Linked DNA regions of Mus musculus: region 2 is linked to region 1. Evidence: chromatin contacts called from public Hi-C data. All regions are on one chromosome and are shown on one strand. Each heading gives the region's core, a stretch centred on a gene start, on an enhancer-like site or on the middle of the called end of the contact. The rest is flanking DNA. Distances are from core to core; before and after follow the strand shown. Region 1 holds the start of 2310047D07Rik (a long non-coding RNA gene). Region 2 overlaps Alox5ap (arachidonate 5-lipoxygenase activating protein).

Region 1 (7,113 bases), core at 2,836-5,335:
TCCAACCTCACCTCTGCAGGCTCCTGTAAGTGTGTCTACAAGCTGCGTTTTGGTGGAGGAGAGAATTGAGGAGTCTTCAGGGAAGCTTGTTCTCCAGGCTTCTGTAGAACCAGTGCCTGAGAAATGGGCCTCTCTTATTGCTTGTCCCTGCTGCCAGGAGTCAAAGCTCTGAGCTTTGCTGCTCTGCCGTTGAGCTGCATCCTCTGCACTGAGCTGCAACCATCTCCTCAGCTAACACTGACCTCTTAGAGCTATGCTCAGAAGAGCTAGCTCCACAGTCAAGAGCACTAGTTGTTCTTGCAGAGAGGACCTGAGTTCGATTCCCAGCACGGTGACTCCTAATGGCCTGATAGCCTCCATGGGGACCAACTATTCACACGGTGCACAGACACAAATGCAGGCAAAATATCCATAAACATAAAATAAAAGTAAATAAATATTAAAAAAAAAGCAGACAACTGTGCCTCAGTGACCCAGGGGTACACAGTGGTCCGATACCCTGGCCCCAGCCACCGTCTCCCTCAATCTTCTGCTTCTCAAGGCCTCATTTTGAAATCACCAGCAGTCTGAACTCCAGCCATCTCTCCAGCCCGCAGTGGGTTAGTTTCATTTAAAAAAAAATGATGTCAGTTGATTATACAAGTAAAACGGTCTCACCGTAGGACTGCCTGTTTATTAAGAGAGTAAATCAGCAGAAAGAAAGCACGGCCCCAAAGCAATTAAAAGAAACACAATTGCCTTTCTTTTTTTTTTTCAAATGGAAGATACACTTTTGTATGTCTTAAATTAAGAAAAATCAATAAAAATGATAAAATGCCATGCCAGAGTGACTCTAGGAGAAGCCGTCTGCTTACACAGCATGGTGGGGGGAAGCTGCAGTCACTACAGAGAGAGAGAGACCTTTGTGAGAGCGAGACAGAGAGGCTGTCCTGTCCTTAGTCCACAACACCCGCCATCCACCGAGAGCTTCTGTCTTCCCGTTAAAATTCTGTAAGATATGTCTGTCCTTTGTGCCTTTATCTCATTACCTACCAGGTACAGGATGAGACCAACGGCAAACCGACCACTGATCTGTATCTTACATGAAAACATCCTGCTCCTTACACTGCCAGGGAGATGTGGTGTACATTGCCCCCGAGACAACAGATCTCAGACCACTCCATCCACCTGCTCGCACTCTCTCTGCTGCTGCTAGCCCGAGTTGGAATCTCCCACATCCAATGCTGTGTGCTTTGCATCAGCCCTCTTCGCTCCCAATTAAAACCCCTACTGGAGTCTTGGTTCTTATTCCTATAATCATGGTCGACGGTCCTTTTGTTGGATATGGCTGTCTTTCTGGAGCACCACCCATGGACACACAATAAGACAGTTTCTGGGATGTGGGTGTTGCACTTGGCATCCAGGTGTCTTGCCAGCCAGTTCCCCTCTCCACACCCACTCTGCTGCTTCTTCTCCCTTGGCTCACCCAGCCTCCCTTCACAGTGTGCGTGCAGCTCACCATCATTGTCCTGCCTCACCTCCCTCTGCACATGAGGATCCTTGCCCTACCTGCATTGGTTACTTTTCTTATTACCGTGACTAATTACCTGACAGACAGAAGCATCTGTGGAGAGACTAGCTCATGTATTGTATGGATGCATCACCTGTCAATTAAAAAGCCAGTAACCTATGGCAGGTCTTGCGCGCTCCAGACTGGCCAGCAGTAACGCTGCAACAGGATCCTTCTGCACACGTTTATTGGGAGAGCTTGATTGCAGAGGCGAAGAGACCCCGAGCCCAGAACTGGTGCTGCTTATATAGGCCTAGGAGAGGCGTGTCTCACACCCGGATTGGTTATGCACTAAGCCTCATTTGCATGTTCCTCATCTGATTGGCTACTCTCTCTCTCTCTGTACCTCACAGAGCCTCATTATCATACCTCATTTGCATGTCTCACATCTGATTGGTTATACTCTCAAAGCCTTATTATCATGCCCCGGCCAGGCAGTGTCTTTGCAAAAAACTTTACTGCATATGTTCACATTGGTTGTTGGTCCAAACTTATGCGTGGTGGCCAGCAGTAGTCAGTGCCACTCTGCAACGGCACATGCGGCTTCCCACAGGCAGGAAATTTAGGAGGTGTTACATCCGGGAGGCACACTAAAGAGTTGCCTGGGAAGATGTGATGAGATAGACACATGGTACCTGAGCATAGGTAACCAGCCACATGGCAGAATGTAGGTTAAAATAATTGGGTTATTTTAGTTATGATTCTAGTAGAGCACATAGAAGAAAAATAAGAGAATTCTACAATTCAAAAGAAGGGTCCGGAAAAGAGGCGTTACTAGTAGAAGGGTAATGTAAAACACTTCCATTAGGATGGTTGTCAGTTTTAAAAACGTGAAGATACTGGAAACTTGTGAGAATATACAATCAGGCAGACACAGATCTTCAACTTCTGGATTCAACAAAATTAAGAGACTCAAATAGATGTCAGTACAGCCTTCTTCCTAGAAGTCAGCCACGGAGAGCTGAAGGACCAACAAAGTGTAGCACAGATATGTAGCTAACTAGTACTCAGCATAGAAGAGCCGGAAATCAGGGTTAGCGCTACTGTACGGATACGGATACGTCATCAGGACATCACTGAGACCAGCCAGTCACAAATGGGCAAAGACTGGGTAATTCCACCTAGGGGAGTTACTTAAGAATAATTAAATTAGTAAAGATAGAAGAGAGAATGAGGCTTATTAGAAAAAGAAAGGGGAGGTGGGAGTTGTTTAATAGATGGGAGTATTGGTAACATATAAGTGCACTTAATTCCGTTTGAACCGTAAGCTTTAAAGGGGTTAAAATGGAGCTGGAGCGATGGATAGGTGGTTGAGAGCTCCTCTCTTGCACAGGACCCGCGCTCAGTTCCCAGCACCCGCCTTGAGAGCCTCACAATCGCCTCCAACGCAGGCTCCAGGAGAATGCGACGCCCCGTTTGACCCCGAGGGCGCTGAACTCAGGATACACGCCAACACCCAGATACATGATTAAAATAAGTCTTTGAAATATGGCTCAATTTATACCAAGAGAGTAGCAATAGCTAAGTAGGAAGAGCCAAAGAGAGGAGGAGCAAGAGAAAGGGGGGAGGGCGGGAACGGGGACAGTATTTGGGATGTAAATATATGAAATAATTAATTTTTTTTAAAAGGAGGAAGGGTATGGAAGCTTGAAGAGCGGGACCTGAGGTCTGTGAAGTTGCCCCCTCCTCCCCTCCCGGTCTTTGGGGTGATGGGGGAAGGAGAGGTCTGACAGGGGCTCTGGCAGGTTTATCAAAGAATTATCCTTTCTCCCCCTCCCTTCTCTCTTCCTCCTTCCCTTCCCTTCTGCCCCTCCCTCTCTCTCCCTCCCCCTCCCCCTCTCTCCCTCCCCCTCCCCCTCCTCTGAGTGGGCACAATGCTACCTACCCCAACCCTCCCAAGGCAACCCCAAGTCAGTGAGTTAAATTCAGAAGTCAGGGGAAGGCCTAGACGTCACTGGCTATTTTAAAAGAGCGTTTTAATCGCCATAAATCCGATTCTGCAGTCCCCCTAAGCCATGAGTGCTCGAAGGAGGCTCCAGTCCGCTAAAGGGGTGTGAATTTATTCCCAGGAGGTGACGGGGGAGGGGCGGCGCGGTAGGTTTTTAAACGTATAAAGTATAAAATTCCCATGGCCCACACAGAGATCCACAGTTTATCAACCTCGATAAGCGGGAGGCGACGAGAACACTCAAAGGGGAGGGGCGGTAACAACCTTGAACAAGGGCAGGGCGCCCTGGCTCGGAGCCCACGCAGATTCCCGGAGCCTCACCCGGCGCCGCCCTGCTCTGCGGAGGATTTGCTGGGCTCGGCGGCTCCGCCCCTCCCCGCCCTCGCGCAGTCTCAGCCCGCAGGGCTCAGCAGGGCCTGGCGCCTCCCGGGAGTCCGAGGCGGCGACGCCCATGCTGGCCGCGGCAATGTGTACAAAGCGCACGGCCGCTCAGGCAGCTGTGTCTCTGTGGCGCAATCGGTTAGCGCGTTCGGCTGTTAACCGAAAGGTTGGTGGTTCGAGCCCACCCAGGGACGGCAGCGTTCCTTTTAGCAAAAAACATTTTTAGAAATGTTTTCTGCCATCCTGGGACGCCCAATCTGTTTGATAGCTTTCTAGGGCTCAAGCTACAAGCGGGCCTGCTGCTTCCACTAATTTTCAAGAGGGTACATGTAAGTCTGCTTTTTGAGTTTGGTCCAATTCTGCTCAGGAACAGCTAGGTGTTTTTTGCACTGGAAACCGGCAACCGGGACCACCCAGAAACAGCACCATTTGTGTGGCTCAGAAAAAAAAAATAATAATAACAAAAAATAAAAAATAAAAACAACAGCAACAACAACAAAAAAAAAAAAAACAAAAAACGACCCGCGGACCCTACTAATACAGTCTACTTCCAAATGGATGAGCAACAGATAACATTGTGGGCAGAGAGTTTGGGGACAGCAGGCCACGCTGACTTTAGCTAAGTGGCTCCCAGACTTGGGCAATGGGTTTGAATCTAACTACATTATATTTAATCTTAGACTGCTGTCAATTTCCCCCATCACATTTAACTTTATCAGAAATTGTATAAGTTCGTGTTTAAAAGTTTTAAAAGAGAGCCAGGAGTGGCGGTGATGCCTTTAATCCCAGAACCCAGAAGGCAGTAAGGCAAATAAATCATGGTGAATTCCAGGACAGCCAGGGGTACATAGAGAATTCTTGTCACAGAGGACGTTTTATGTTTTTTTCACAAAAGACTTTCCATAAAGACAGGAAGTTGTGACGTGAGGGTTTTGTGTCTGGGATCTACACCCACTCCTATAGAATACAGAGAACGGGAGTCTACAGAGTGGTTCACAACCTGTGGGTCACGACCCCACTAGGATCGTATATTAGGAATTCTGCATTAAAGATATTAATAATGATTCATAACAGGAGCAAAATGACAACTATGAATGAAATAATTTCATGGTTGGTGGTCCCCATGAAGAACTGTATTAAAGGGTCACAGCATTAGGAAGAGTGAGACCCACTGTCCTATGTTGACGTAAACACTCCCGAGCTACACTGCAAGAGCTCTCACTGCTAGCCACATCTGGCTTCTGAGTACTTGAAATGTGACTAGGACAACTGAGGGATGAGTGTCAGAGTAACGCCAGGCCCTTGATTAACATGGGGTGGAGACGGTACTGTGCGTGCATCTAGCCCCGAGCTCTATCCTAGCACTAAACAGAAACAGCAGGAACAGGGCCTTACTGGCCTAGAACTCATGGCCCGGCTGCCTCAGCCTTCTGAGTGCTGGGATTATAGGTGTGCGCTGCCGTGACCAAGAAAGACTGGATGTCAGTGAATTTAGTCAAATGCAGTTTTAGTTTTTAAATATAATGTCTAATTTTATTGCATTTTTATTGACACATATGTATGTACATGCAACCACATGCATGTGGAGGTCAGAGAAAACTTTTGGAAACTGGTTCTCTTCTGCACCCTTAGGGGTCCCAGACACTGAACTCAGGTCTGTAGGCTCTGCAGGGAGCACCTTCACCTACTGAGCCATCTCACTGGGTTAAATTTAAGCAAATTTAAGTAAATGTGAGCAAGTAAATTACAAACAATTCAGGATTAGAGGATGAAGTTCAAGACTGCTATGGGTAGGGTGTTTGTGTTCCCCCGAGTTCCTGTGTTGAATTCCTCCCCGTTGATAGTACTGGGCCCTCATGAGGGGGTATGGCCCGCACAAGAGGCCAAGGGAACTGGTTTGTCCTTTCTACCATGGGGTACAGTAGCATCAGAAGCAGATGAGACCTCACAGGGCACCAAATCTGCTGGTGTTTTTGTTTGTTTGTTTTTGTTTTTCTGACACAGGCTTTCTCTGTGTAGCCCTGGAGTCTGGGAACTCGACAGGCTACCCTGGAACTTGAATGCTTCTACTAAATACCTGCTGACTTAAAAAGCCCAAAGGAGGCTGGGACACTAGGCAGAGTAAGAGAGAATTCCCTAGAATGTTGTTAGGCGCATGCCTCTCTGAAGTCTCCATAATGCAAGGCATGAAGATTCCACACTGCTTATTGGTACATACCTCACAGGAGAAGCAAAGAAAGAGTGGTGGGCCACATGATCATGTCTACACTGTAGGGAGTTGGGTTTGTTTGTTCGTTTGTTTTGAGACAGGGTTTCTCTGTGTAACAGAGCCCTGGCTGTCCTGGAATTTGTAGACCAGCCTGGCCTCGAACTCACAGAGATCTGCTTGCCTCTGCCTTCGGAGTGCTGGGGTTAAAGGTGTGTGCCACCACACACTCAGCTTACACTGTAAATCTTACCTAGCACATCTGCTATTGTTAGAATTAGGAGGGCTTCCGTCTTGAAACTGAACATAGTGACCAGAGGGTACAAGCTCCACAGAGTGGGACCTGGATGCTGTGCCAATGATCATTTTTAGGCCTGAAGACTTCGTTCCAACACCTGAACTGAGCACACGCAACCTTGTCCTGTGTCCCTCTGTGAAAATTCCCCGCTGACTATAGGCCACTTCCAGGGGCCTTTCCCTAATATGTCCTTGCTCCCTTGACCCCATTTGTCAGAGTAACAGCTGAGCAGTCTCCTTCTATGAACTTCCGTACCACCCTGAAACCAGCAAACTGCTTGTCGCCAGCCCTGGGAAACAAAGTCACCGAGAGCAGACACGTTGTCCGTGGGACACGGGGCTGTCACAAGATCAGTACAGAAGCAATCCTGCTTTGCTCAGGGTTGGATGATGGAGATTGGCAATCAGCATGAGACCCACAGGAGAATTATTTCTAGGCTGTTGAGGAAGGAGGCAATCATCGGGGCTGGACCTGTATCTTCCTGATGGATATGGACCAAGTCTTCAAGACCAAACAGGAGGAGGAACATTTAAGACTGGAAAACTCAAGCTAAGAAAGCAGATAGGGGGTAAATGCAAGAAGCACAGGGGACAAATGTCCTTCACTCAGCTTGTAGGTCAGGCTCTGGAGACCCCTGAATGAGGCCACACCTCAGGTGAAGTTAGGAACTAACTCCCAGAGTTCCTGCTCCAGGAACAAGAGGTAAAAGTGAGGTTACTCTGTCTCGTGAT
Region 2 (7,113 bases), core at 2,684-5,183, 59 kb before region 1:
CCCCGGAAGATCTCCGGCCTCCGGGATCCTAGACTACTCTGGCCACTGGCATCTCTTGAGGCTGGGCCTGACTCCTTGAGGCACAGGAACAGCCAGGCCCTGTCCCAGCAGCTCCATCAGTCAGGCCTGATCCTCCCAGAGGCCACTAACAGCTGTAATGACAGTTCCTAGCCCCAAAGAGGGTGAGTGGCCAGATCCCACCCTACAGGAAAAATCCCTCCAATCCCTGAGCTTGTTCCAAGATCGGGATGTGTAATCGCTCCAATCCCAGGCCACCCTGGAAAGCTCCACCCACCCACCACCAAACCCTATATAAATGTTGCCCTAGACTTGCTTCTCGCTTAAGCAGAGGCAGCCACCCTCCTGGGTATTTCCCTCCCAGATCTCTCGTGTGAGGTTTGTTGTGCGGTATGACTTTGTGGTATTCCTTGACTCCTGACTGCCAGGAGACCTTCATGTCCAAGCTGGAACACTTACAATCATGGCAGGGAACACAACAGCAAGCAGGTAGGCAGGGTGCTGGAAAAGTAGCTGACCGCTTTACACCTTGATCGACAGGTAGCAGCCAGAGAGAGACCCTGAGCCTGACATGGACTTTTTGAAATCTCAAAGCCCACGCCCAGCAACACCCCCTCCCAAAAGGACACTCCTCCTAGTTCTTCCAAACCCTTCATCAACTGGAAATCAAGCATGCAAATAATTAAGCCTGTGGGGCTCACTGTCATTGAAACCCCCATAACAAAAGTGCCTGCTGGCTTCATCTTTATGTAACAGGGTTAGGAGTCCTTGTTAGAACATTAAAACAAGAGAAAGAAATAAAGTAACAGGGATGAAATGGAAAACATTAAGTTAAGTTATCCCTATTTGTTGAACCCACATAAAAGCCGAAAGAGAGGACGCACTCCAGATTGTCCCCGCCCTCCACAAGTGCACCACAGCACAAGCACATACACACAACCACACACAAACACACTCACTCGCACACACTCACAATAATAAAGATTCACAGCCTATAGAATGGGAGAGAAAATCTGTGCACACATATATACCTAATATGATATTAATATCTGGAGTTTATAATGGAGTAAAAAATTAAACACCAACAAGCCCATCAATAAATGGTCTATTTGTTCGTTCTCAAAGGACTAAATACAAATGGCCAGTAAATAATTGAAACTGTGTTCAACATCCTTGGACATCAGGGAAATGCAAATTAAAACTGCTTTAAAGTCAGCTGTGGTGGTGCACACCTTTCAAAAACAAACAAAAGCAAGACCGCTCTGAGATGTCTGTTCATCTTCATCAGAACGTCTACCATTGAGAAAAAATGATTAAGACAAATGCTGGTGGGAATTCAGAGAAAAGAGGAACCCTTGTCTTGTCTGATGTCTTGTAAAATGGAGAAGAATATGTGTGTGTGTGTGTGTGTGTGTGTGTGTGTGTACATATGTAATATTTGTATGTAATATATATGTAATATAATGTCATATATATAATGACATTTATATATATCACATTTGATCAGCCTCACCAGTGGGTTCGTGCCTGAATGACCCTGAGTCATTCAGAATGCTTGCAGAATACTTGCAGACCCATGTTTATTGATGTGACAGTTACAATGCCTAAGACATACAGCCAGAATATGAGTGGATAGAGGAAATGTAGTTTATATACACATGAGATTTCATTACAGTTTACAAGGATGAAACTGTCACATTTGCAGGAACAAGGATTCAACTAGAGTAACATAAGCCAAATCAGGAAGACAATAGCATGTGTTTTCTCCGATAAACGGTTATAGATGTGTGTGCATGTGTGCACACATACATATGTCTGTGTGTGTGTGTGCATGTGGGGGGGTCTGTGTGTGTGCATGTCTCTGTATGTGCCTGTGTGTGTGTGCATGTGCACATGTGTATATGTGTATGTGTGTGTTTGTGTGTGCACATAATGCACACATGTATGTGTCTGGGTGTATATGTCTGTGTGTGTCTGTGCACATGCATGTGCACATATGTCTGTGTGTGTGTATCTGGGTTGTGTGTGTGCGCGTGAGTCTGTGTGTGTGTTTGTCTCTGTGTGTGCACATGTCTGTGTGCCATCTATGTGTGTGTCTGTGAACACACATGTGCATGTGTGCATGTATGTGTGTATCTCTGTGTGTGCATGTATGTGTCTATGTGTCTGTCAGTGTGTGTATGCATGTGTGTGTGCAACGAGAAAATAGATATGCAATTGTGAGAGGGAGGAGGTAGAAAGGAAGGATAGACAAGAGGGACAAGGAGATCTATGTGACAAGAATGCAAAGGGAGACTTTTGGGGACAAAGAAAATCAGCAAGAAGGACAAAGAAATGACAGAGAATGGAGGTCAGGATAAAAACCAGGCATGGCAATGTATATGTATGAAAGGCTCACAAAGACCCATTTGTAGACAAACTAACTTGGTTATTGGTTGGTTCTGGAACCAACCAAGCCACCAGGCTCTCCTGTGAGGGATTTTCCTGATTGGGTCATTTGTGGTGGGAAGACCCACATACAAGGACATGGAAAACAGAAGCTTTTGCCTTTTGCCTGCTTGCTCTCACTCATGCTGACAAGCTCATCTATCTCATGGCTGTGGCATCCCTTTTGGTAGTAGAACTGGCTTCTTTGGGATTCCAATGTAGACTGAAGACCAGCAACTCTCCAGGAATTCTCCAGGCCTTCAGCACCAGCTTGGGGCTGCTGAGACATCCAGCCTTCTGGACTGAGCGACTACAAATTCCAATGTGAGACAGCCACCAGATACAATTTAGTAAGCTCACCAACTATATATATGGCATATATATGATATATATATATATATGCATGTATATATATACACACATATATATCTTATAAATATATTTATATTTATGAAATAAATTTATAAAATAAATACATGTTATAGAAAATATATAACATATAGTAATAAATATATTTATATATCATATAAATATATTATATATTTACATATTGAAATAAAATGTGTATATAAAATAATAAATTTAAATATGATATATATTTAGTACTAAATTATATATATATATAATTTATAGATGTGTGTGCATGTGCATTATATATATATATATGTGTGTGTGTGTGTATATATATATATATATATATACATATAAAATCAGTGCTGCCCCTTCAAGAGAACTCTAATATACTATCCCCCCAAAATTAAGTTATATAAGGAAAATCAAACTGAGCTCACTGTGCATGGCCCCAAAAGAACACCTTTCCTGTTAGCTGCCTTGGACATTTGACTACACCCATGTCTTCCAAGATTCCCTCTTTGTCCCAAAGACACCTAGCTGACAGCATTAGAAATCTGTTCATTGACTATAGCCAGCAAGTGACCTGTGAATCCATTTTGTCATGTTTGTTTGGTGGCCTGGCATTATCTTCAACTCTTAGAGCACATTGTAAGCTGCATGATGCAGTAATATTGGGCATGATCCTAGTGAATTAAGATCCCAACCTAATCCAAATATGGGACGGGGAAGGTACTCAGTCAATAAAAGACTCTTGAAGACGTTAGCGTCCATATATGGAAATTGTGATTTTAATTATCATCATGTAGGTTGAAGAAACACTAATAGCTAATACAGAAATATCACCCCAATCTGAGCCATGGGCTTAAATTTTGTCTATACCCTTTATTTTAGGAAAACACGTGTCTGATTACAAGACATCTTCAGAAAGCAGGATAAGCCAGGAGAAGTATAGGCTGGATGTAGACAATAAATCCTGGGCCACCGCCGCATTCGAGGGGTGGAGCTAGCACAAGACATTTTTCTTCCCGGAAAAGCAAAGTTAACGGATGCCACAGAGCCCCGAGGGCAGCAAGATTGACAGCATCTACAGCTTGAAGAGGAGCAGAAGCCTTCGCGGCGTTGCGTTATGATGCGTCTCTATTGATCTGGTGAGCGTCCTTCTCTGTCTCCAGCAATCAGGGGATGAGAAGCAGCGGGGAGATCGTCGTGCTTACCGTTCTGATGTAGTTCTCAAAGTCGCTTCCGAAGAAGAAGATGAGGTAATGGTTGAGTATCCCGGCGAAGGACATGAGGAACAGGAACAGGATGATCCGCTTGCCGAAGATGTAGCCAGGGGTGCTGCGAGAGAAGGGAGGGGGCCGTAGATGCATCACAAACGACACCCAGTTCACCCAGTGACGCCGCCACTTCCAGACACGGGGCGTTAAATTATTCCGCGTTTACTCGCTCTATTTACCCACTTACTTCATAGCAAGGATGGGCACGACCCTCCTGTAATTAAGCACTGCGCATGCTTCAAAGCCAGGTGAAGGAGCCCGCCTTCCAGCCTGCCATCCTTTGGGCTCAGTGGCTCTGGCTTCCCTGAGTTCTCTTTTTGTCCTTAACTCCAGGTGACAGAAGGCTGGCAAGGCCTAACTGCGCTCAGAGAGTCGGACTGAGGCTCGGGAGCACCGTGGACTCATTAAGCCCTCTACAGGGTGTTCCCTGTCAGGAGCGCCTCTAAGGCTCTCACTGGAGGCTGGGGTGTAATGAACATTGTGCTCAGGAGATGGTTTAAATACACCGGTGAAGGTGCTTCCGCCCTCGAGGGTTCAACCTTTCCCTCCTGAGGTTGCCTGGGAAGAAGTCAGGTTGGCCCTAATGAGAGACAAGTACCCAGCGATGGAAACACATCCCAGAGGAGTGAAAGAAGTTTTAATCTCCCTTTCTCATCCCCTCCCCTCCCCTTCCGTCCCCTCTCCTCCTCTCCCCTTCCCTTCCCTCCTCTCCCCTCCTTTCTCTCCCCTCCCCTTTCCATCCTAAATATTTTACACAGAGCATCATCATTTGGAGATAGGAGGAGATTCCTCATGAGAAGTGACTGTCTAATGGCGTGCCAAGGCTACCCATGTCCTCTGTCCCTCTGCAAGACCCTTGGCTGCTGGGCCTGGGCCCATCTGAGTGGCGCTGACATGTCTGGAATAGCCAGTGAAACGGTTTGTCAAGATAAGATTTCAGTAATGAACCAGCAATGGCATGGGGCAATCAGCCCTGATTTGGAGCTTAGAGCAAAACCAGCGGGACAGGTGAGCTCCAGCTGACACAGGCTGTTTCAAACTGTCACAGAGGGCACCAAAGCCAGCGTCCTGCAGTCCCACATTGCCTTACCAGAAATTTTAACTAGTTGAAAGGAACCCCAGAGGCTCTCAACTCTCATAGCAAGCAAGTATTTGCTCAGCTGTTGGGTACCAACCTCCTCGCTACTCTGTCATCCGCAGACTAAGAGCATCAGCGTGTGGTGGGAGCCTAGCAGAAGCCCAATCCCCCAGTCCTTCTCAAAGCAGGATGAAGCCCGCTGCATTCAACAAGCTCCCTGTGTGACACACGGACAATGGAAGCCGAGAAGCCCCACTCTTGCTAGCTGGCTAACAACTTGGGTAGAAAATGTCACTAAAGTCCCATATGTTGAAGGGTGTCCAGTTGGTGGCACTATTAACAAATAATTGGGATCACGAGGGCACCGGCCTCATCAGTTCATAGCTGAACGGGCTTTTAGGAAGTGGGGTACAATCAGAGGGTGTAGGTCACTAGGTCTCTTTCTCTTAAAATTCTGTAATGCTGTCTGGTGATGTGTGTGTGCACATGCCACAGTGACTATGCTGTCCAGACAATTTTGACTCTTCCCAACACGTGAACTGCAAGGATAGAATCAGGGAGTCGGGAGTTAGGGGCAACGGTGGGGGTGTGGGGCGTAGCCAAAGGAAGGCAAGTGCTGAGGAAGGCTGGGTGCAGCTCAACTCTAGACAGTGCAAGGATTGTCTGTTGTCCGGGGCTTGGAGATTTCTACATCTCGTATCCTCAGCACTCCTGGAGGTCCAAAAGAACCCATGGTAAGATGCAAACATTAGCTCTCATTTCTCTTGACGATGAGATGCTTAATTCACAAGCGGCCTGGGAAGTCAGACCTACCTAAAAAGTTATTGCCGCCCCAGACTCCACCACGGAGAACAGCTGGGCGTGCAGGTGCAAGCAGTGTACAGCCCGGTGTGCTAAAACACCCCTAGGAATCAAGGCTGTGCGAAGGAAAAATTTAACAGGAAAACCAGGCAACTCTCCAGCTGTATTCTCAGACTCCTTAAATTTCTGGGACGTGGGAATCTTAGTCTGTCCTCCTTTCATCCAAGGAGGTCCCGACGAACCTTCAGTGGCAGTCAGAGGGTTGCTCCACACCCTCCTACTGGGAAAGCAGAGGTCACATCAGGTTCTATAGCACCCTGGGACCTACCTCTGAGTTCTCTCTCCCAGATAGCCGACAAAGTATTTTTGCCTCACAAACAGGTACATCAGTCCGGCGAAGGCGGCAGGGACTAAAGTGGAGAAACGAAAACACACACGTCAGTCTCGCGGTCTCCCAAGCAGTTGTTCACACAACAGTACCAGTGGTTAAGCCATTAGTGTCTGACCACAAAATCCAGCAGAGACCTTGGGTTCTGTAAGTGGAGGCTAGCAAACTGCCTTCGTTCGGGTTTCTGTTGCTGGGAAAAACATTATAACCAAAAGCAACTTGGAAAAGAAAGGGTTTTCTTTGGGTTTACACTGCCACATCACACTTCAACATTAAAGGAAGTCAGGGCAGGAACTCAAAGCAGGAACCTTGAGTCAGGAGCTGACACAGAGGCCACGGAGGAGCAGTACTTCCTGGCTTGCTCCTCATGGCTTGCTCAGCTCGCTTCCTTACACAGCCCAGGACCACCAGCCCAGTGATGTCACCAGCCATGTGGGAGGGGCACTCTGACACCAGTCATTAGTAAATATACTACTCCACAGGTGTGCCTGCAGGCCAGTCTGATGGAGCCATTTTCTCAATTAGGAGTCCCTCTTTCCAGATACATCTAGGTTTGTGTCATGTTGGCAAAAACAGGCAGCATGAATACAGTTCAAAAACGAGTCACAAGACTGGGAGGAAGCAGAGCCTAAAGAATAGATTGCCTCAGCAGCTCTGTGGCATCCTACACGTGCTGGCTTAGGTACCAGCAGTAGGGCATCCTTCAACGTGTTTATCTCTGGATATGGGAAGTTGAACTCTGGCAGCCTGGGGGAGTTGCATGGGGCATC

The links. A called contact is a pair of places that touch in the nucleus more often than the background predicts.
Region 2: a contact with region 1 is called in a Hi-C map of uterus, with 2.6 times the contacts expected there. The contact joins the enhancer-like site here to the promoter of 2310047D07Rik in region 1. A contact is called at or near these places in 1 of 15 datasets of contacts at CTCF or cohesin (pro-B cells), 29 of 484 Hi-C or Micro-C datasets (the C2C12 cell line, CD4 T cells, CD4 single positive thymocytes and 20 more), 5 of 115 datasets of contacts at active chromatin or transcription factors (the HPC-7 cell line, the SCID.adh cell line, bone marrow-derived dendritic cells and 2 more) and 4 of 9 other capture datasets (adipose tissue, bone marrow-derived macrophages, liver and 1 more).

The regions. Positions count from the first base shown.
Region 1 is chr5:149,225,960-149,233,072 of GRCm38.p6, reverse strand. It overlaps 2310047D07Rik (a long non-coding RNA gene), which reads right to left and starts at 4,085. Exons shown (of 2, transcript XR_003956021.1): 1 at 3,762-4,085. It overlaps n-TNgtt14 (a tRNA gene), which reads left to right and starts at 3,999; the gene lies at 3,999-4,072.
Region 2 is chr5:149,284,596-149,291,708 of GRCm38.p6, reverse strand. Alox5ap (arachidonate 5-lipoxygenase activating protein) reads right to left here. Exons shown (of 5, transcript NM_009663.2): 4 at 6,284-6,365; 5 at 3,556-4,137. The coding sequence ends at 3,975. Among named protein-coding and RNA genes, the nearest start is that of Alox5ap, 23 kb to the right of the region's middle. Within about 2 kb of position 3,933, at least 40 of the 459 cell types and tissues checked have an H3K27ac peak or open chromatin away from gene starts, as enhancers often do. A contact at or near this core is called in cerebral cortex, pancreatic islet, rod photoreceptor and 1 more, where this site is marked.